Regions from separate parts of the Zea mays genome. Here region 1 is linked to region 2. A link is a contact called in public Hi-C data. All regions are on one chromosome and are shown on one strand. Each heading gives the region's core, a stretch centred on a gene start, on an enhancer-like site or on the middle of the called end of the contact. The rest is flanking DNA. Distances are from core to core; before and after follow the strand shown. Region 1 holds the start of LOC100193821. Region 2 holds the start of LOC103640601 (auxin response factor 25).

Region 1 (3,178 bases), core at 524-3,023, 230 kb before region 2:
ATTACATATCAATTATCACGTGTAAAGTGTTGTGATTTTAGCAAATCATGCGTGGGAGTTAACATGTATGTTTGTTTTGTAGATATGTCTGTGTGTGTACTGCGACTTTAGCAAATCAAACATGTCTGTGGGATTCCACTCACTCACACCCAACCAACCTCGTGTACAGTTACTAGTGATAAAGGGGAGAAACTGCCAAGCACCATAAATCCACAAGTGGCAAAAAAAAAGAGCACTCGAGAGAGAACACACCTACATAAAGGATCACTGACCAATACAAAATGATTCTGACAATGTACGTAGGATACCAGGCAATCATAACTACTACGACCAGAACCCAGCATCGCAACCAATGGCAATAGGCAGGAAGCAGAGGCGGATAGAGCTCCTGGGCAGGGCAGGCGTGTGCCCGGGCTCTGGTTTGTGCCGGTGCTGCACATCGAGTAGGTTCGTGCATAGGTGGATCAAGTGATGCCACTTCTGCACGGGATCAAGTGGACATCAACAGCTTGTTGATCTGTCTCCTCGTGGGTCTGCTTCTGATCATGGACTTACGGTCCAGACCTAGGAAAAGACCGTGGCCCAAACGTGACATGCAAATTACGTGACGCTCCCAGCCCAACACTGCTATCGTTTCTCAATTTCTCAATCTAAACTTATGTAATGTGCATTTTTGTTCTTATTAACTAATTATAGTATTGTAGCGTTATTACTTGTTAGTCCGGAAGATTTAGACTGTTCAATATTTTTTTATATTGACATCAAGTGATTGGGACATGAAGCCTTGTTACAAATATGTGACTATCCTCCTCAAATTGTAGACCGAATTAGAAGATCATACATATTGAAGGACCAATCCAGCCTATTATGAATTATGATATATTATCTATCGTTACATCTCGGAATGCAAACCATTTAATATCTTCTATTTTTGTGAACACTTTTTTGTTATCTCTTTATAGTTTATTTTAAATGTTTGCATACGTATTAGGTAATACATTCAGAAAAATATTTGTCGGCGTCAAACAAATTTATGCATGTCATTGTATATATGCAGTTGTTCGTAGTTATTGGTTGGTCATAGACTAGCCTAGGCTCTTTATGAATCCTGGATCCGCAACTGGCAGGAAGCATGGCTAGAAGCTCAGTTGCAACACATGAACTCAGTTGGTCCAGAAACAACCCCTGGAACAGCAGTGTGTCCAAGACAGCCCCTCCCCCTGGAAACACCAGTGTATCCGGGATGCAGGGCATGGGGATCGAGTCGGGGCACTGATTATAGAGAACACCCGTGCAGCCAGCCAGGATGCACCGAAGGCAGATAAAGTGAGCCTGCCCGGCTGCGCCTGCACGCTGGATACTACGAGCCTAATCAGTAATCACATTAGAGGCGGGTGGAGCACTCGAGCGCGCTAAGTAGGGGAGCACCGCAGCAGCGCCACGAAGCGGGCGCGCCTGAGTGACCGGAGGTTATTAGGGTTCTCAATTCAAACTGCCGCAGCAGTGAGGAAGCCCCGCACACCGGAGCAAGCTTGGGTAACTCACCGACATAGGGCGGAACGATCTCGTGGCGGGGACAGGTCTACGCGCCAGTCCAGTTGCAGTAGAGGGCGAGGGCCGGGCCGGGCCGGGCCGGGGACGACGCCTCCCGACGGCGGGGTTAAGGTGGGTGGCGGGGCTGAGCCCCTGCGCGGTGTGGCCCGTCCGTCGCTGGCAGCGAGAACCGCGGCGGCGGTTGGGTAGCGGGCGGGCAAAAAAGGGGAAGTGGGAAAGGAAGGATCGGGAACCCCTACGACCCCCGCACTTGCCCAGATGTGGCTTCTTCTCCATTTTTCCAAAAGAATTTTAGAAATAAAATTGAAATTCGGATGTTATTATTTATCATATTCTAACTTGAATATTATTATAAATATTATCATATACAAATAATTTTAACTAGAATACGAGTATAAATACTACTTTATCCATTCTTTTTATTCTTTTTTATTTGTCATGTTTTAGTTTAAAAATAAACAAATCGACGACAAATATTCGAGAACGAAGGTAATATCAAATATAAATATAATAATATGAATATAAAATAAATAGTTTAAATTTAAGTTTCCATCTTGGAACATAGTGTCGCAATATATAATAATTTTGTTTCATCGACGAATTTATAGTCAATAAAAATTTATATTTCAAGTAAATTATAACTATATTGTATGTATATATATATATATGTTATAAGCATATATGATTAATAAATGAAGATATATTCTTTAGCAATGAAAATAAATACATTAATGCATATAGATATAACGTATTTATTACATAGGTAATCTAATGTGATTATAATTAGTCTTTTAAAATTAAATTAAATTTATCATTGTGTAGTATTCTGAATAATGTACATATTTTTTTCTGGTAGCGTTTTTAAAATTAAAATCATTTGTTGTTAGTGATAATAATACATTTTAAATGGTTTCGTCGATTTTTTTTTTACGAGTATAGATAGTGTTGGATATTCCACGGTTTCGTTGAATACAAATCTATAGTTGGTTAGAGAAAAATATTGAAAGTTGAATTCCCATACATATATTTGATATCTATATTAAAATCGAATGCGAAAATTGACGAGTACCAAGGAACCGAGTATCTTAAGGAGACCTCATCGAGCAACCAGCAAGGCGGGATGGACGACCAAGGCCCCCATCGAACAAACCAGTGAGACGGGACGGACGACCAAGACCTGTCGAGCAACCCAACGAAGCGGGACGGATGGTCAAGTCCCCGCCGAGCAACCCAGCGAGACGGAACGGACGCCTGCGTCTCTGACGACCAAACCCGCAAAAGGAAAGGGCTGACCCGTGTCGGTGTTTGTTACCCGACCGCACACCATGGGGTAACCCTCGTGATGCTTTTAGGGCAGGACGGCGTCGTCGATCATGACTCGATGGTTCGTGCGGTGGCACGACAGGAGAAACACACAAGCTTGTTCAGGTTCGGGCCGCGCGAGAGGCGTAACACCCTACGTCCTGTGATGGTTTTGGTATTGGGATGAGATTACAAGTTGTGGACTTTGAGAATGGTGGGCTAAGGTGAGATGAAAATGGTAGGGGTACCTCTTGGCCTTATATACACGACCAATGATATCTATCCCCGCACAGATGACAAAAGTAATCCATTCGCCTATCTC
Region 2 (3,329 bases), core at 209-2,708:
GTCGATACAACTTTGCTAAAGAGTTCATGCGGAGTTGCCTAATCAACCCGCCATCCATAAACAGTTAGAAGAATTTAATTTAGGTCCCCAAAAACTTGCAGTTTGACCCCTTAGCTCCTATGGAATAGTATCCACCGTCCATACAGAATAAAAAGGATTATATAAAATAAATAAAGTTTATTATTATTAGTGCAAGAATTAATATCAAAACAATCTAAAAACTTAGAAAATCCATAACTAATTCATTTTAGCTTCGTTTTTAGTGGTTCTCGTCTACGATCTCAAAGCGACACATAGAATATTTTGTTATTGTGTTTCGGTGTAATGTTATCATATCCATTATTTGTTCATTTGTTTGTATTTGTACGAATATAAGTGAGGTCGCGAGGAACCTAAAGCTCAACTTGGAGAAGTACCTGAAGTTTGCACCAAAAAGACAAGTTGTGCCATTGAACACTTTCTTTACCTAATAATGTTTATGTTACCGTGATCCAACCACATCCTCTCCAATCCACCCTGCAGCACCCGCTCGCTTCCCTCGCCGGCTCAAACGCAGCAACCACCGCGCCGCTCAGCATTAGCAGCACTGCGCCCGCCCACGCCCCCACTCGCAGGAACAAGCCCCACTGGACACACGTGTCGTTCGCCCAAGTCTCTATGGACCCATATAAATACATCGACTATGATGACTGAGAGGAGGGGAGGTTCGCCGGGTGACATCTGGATTATCGCTAATGATATTTTATGATTGTAATGAGATATATGAGAAGAATTTATTGGTACGTGTGCGGAAGATGAAAAATTAGAAAATAAACAAAACAACATAGAAATTTAGAGGACCGCTCCGGATAGGCTCAGCCAAATGTACGTAGCGGCGGCCACGGCGGGCGGCTCTAGATGCCCAGACGACCCGTCCCGTCCGTCGGTCGGTCGGTCGGCCCCTCCTCCAGTCCGCCGCTGCGCTGCATGGCGCGCACTGGCACTACGCACTAGTACACAGGCAGGCGTCACGTCCCGTCGTGTCGGCACGGCACGGCACCGCCTCGTGGCTGGGGGCGCTGGCCGCTGGGCAGTGGGCCGGTAATAAAAAGTAAAAACCGTCAACGGCCGTCCCGCCGAGCAAGAGCATGGCTGCTGCACCGCACTTGCACTTGCAGTCTGTGCATGGGATGATGGGTGGGCAGGCAGGAATCCTCGTACCGCGAGCGAGACACACGGAGACGAAGGTGTGGGATGGCTGCTTCAGCTGCTGTTTCAAAGATGATCACAGCGTGTGCGTAAGGTGTACCAAAGCGTCCACTTGCGACGCTTTCTCCAAAACAACCCACATGGATCCTGGTTTACTTCTTGGAGGAAGAGGATCCAGCCAGTCAAAGCTCAAAACCTTCCAAAGCCACACACTACAGATTCATCTTCAGGTAAAATATATAAAGAGGGGATAAAGGGGGAAGAGATAGATATAGATCTAACCTTTTTTCCAGATATTTTTTTTACTGTCCCTCCCTCTCTCTCACTCTCTTTGCTATTCTCGGCTCCCCCGTAAACCAAAAGGGGGAAAATAGAGAGAGAAGGGGAACGAAAGCAAGCAAGGAGCACCGCACCACGCCACTCCAGTACTCCACTCCACTCTCGTCCCCTCCTCGATCCAGCCATGGCGGCCTAGCCCCCCCCCCTCCCCTAGGGTTCTCTGCCAGCCCCCACCCACCCAGGCGCCTCTTGCCGCTCCCACCCGGTGGTCGCGCTGCCCGCGTCGAATGGGAGGCCACCCGGCGCTCGGAGTCGGGCGTGACCGCGCGCTGCCGGAGGTTCCCTGAGCTCGGCGGCGGCGGGAGCGTGGCTGGTCCGGAGCGCGCCGCGCGTGCAATGGGAGGTTCGAGTGGGGTTCCTGCGAGCCGCCGCGGCGGTCTCGGTTCTGCGAGCGCGTGGCCCATGCTTCGCGAAGGGTAGGGTTGTCTGTCTGTCTAGCTAGCTGCTAGCTGCTTGGTCTGATGAGCTCAGCTCCGGCGCCCCGCCTCGGCTTCCCCGCGCGCTTGCTCCGTCGGCTGCCCAGAACCCAGCTTGCCCGCTCCGGCGCTTCTCTTCGCTTCTTCGGGGAAAGGTTGGAGCTTTGAGGTGGTGCGGGTGCTCAGCCGAGGACTCCGGGCGATGACGCCCGCAGTGGCGCGCGTTTGCCGCGACAGTCCTGGGTTCGGGTAGCGAGTTCCTCGAGCGGATTTGGCTGCTGCTGCGTCCTGCGTGGGAAGGGGAGGCGGCGGCGGCGGCAGCAGCAGAGGAAGGGGAACGGTTGCTCTGAAGCGGAGGGGGAGCGGGCTGACATTGCTTCTGGGAGCATGGCGAGCTTCTAAGGACGCGCAGCTCCCGCAGCCCAGCCATTCTCATCGCCGCACCTTGGTGTTCTTGCCCCCAGGTCGTACTGGTTGGTGGGAGGGAACATGAACCTCTCCCCGCCCAAGATGTCGGAGCCATCACCTGAAAGTGACGGTACATCTCGCATCACGGTTTCAGCATTGATTCGGTCCAGAACTTCTCAGCTTGGGTTACTCTCGGCATGGTTTTGCGGATTATGGGCTGCTGTCATTGTGCAATGTGCATTGATGTTCCCAAACAAATAAGCAAAAATGGCTTGCTCAGTTGCTCTTTGTGTATGCATGATGACATTCGTTCATATTCTTCACTTACTTGCACAACCAAAAGAAAAGTTCGGGCATTGCTCAGCTTCACTCATGGTTCACATGTTCTACATGTTATATTCACTGAACCCCCTCTTGTCTGTAGCCAAGCACGGATAGTAGTCTCACATGAACTCTGCTTTCTGGTGGCTTCCTGTTCCACTCATGTGTGCTTGGCATTTTGCAGGGGAACAAAGGTGTCTGAACTCAGAGCTATGGCATGCATGCGCAGGGCCCCTTGTGTCCCTGCCTGTGGTTGGGAGCCGGGTCGTCTACTTTCCTCAGGGCCATAGTGAGCAGGTCGGTCACTCAGCAGTATCTTTGAATAAACTAGATACGTCCGAGTTTGTTGACTGGAGAGTTGAGACTATCAGGTTTTTGCAGATGAGGAACAAAAAAAAGAATCACTTGAGCTGCTACCCTTCTGATTCTTTACATTGCATACGTTAAATGGATCGACTAAACATAACACTTACGGAAAATTCAACTGAAAAATCACTTTGCCCAACTATACACATAAAGGTTTCCTGTGTTCAGAAAATCAATCTTGTTCAGAGATTGTTATCACTTTAAGTCACTTTTTTTAAACTCCGTCTAGTTTTGTACAGGTTAATGAAATTATTTGTAGAGATTCACTTGATCTCGTGCCTTTGTGCTTAA

What was found. A called contact is a pair of places that touch in the nucleus more often than the background predicts.
Region 1: a contact with region 2 is called in a Hi-C map of ear, with 2.6 times the contacts expected there. The contact joins the promoter of LOC100193821 here to the promoter of LOC103640601 in region 2. A contact is called at or near these places in 7 of 25 Hi-C or Micro-C datasets (ear, endosperm, leaf and 2 more).

The regions. Positions count from the first base shown.
Region 1 is chr1:177,736,149-177,739,326 of Zm-B73-REFERENCE-NAM-5.0, reverse strand. LOC100193821 reads right to left here and starts at 1,773. Exons shown (of 6, transcript NM_001367039.1): 1 at 1,546-1,773.
Region 2 is chr1:177,510,057-177,513,385 of Zm-B73-REFERENCE-NAM-5.0, reverse strand. LOC103640601 (auxin response factor 25) reads left to right here and starts at 1,458. Exons shown (of 14, transcript XM_008663839.2): 1 at 1,458-2,481; 2 at 2,857-2,969. The coding sequence starts at 2,433.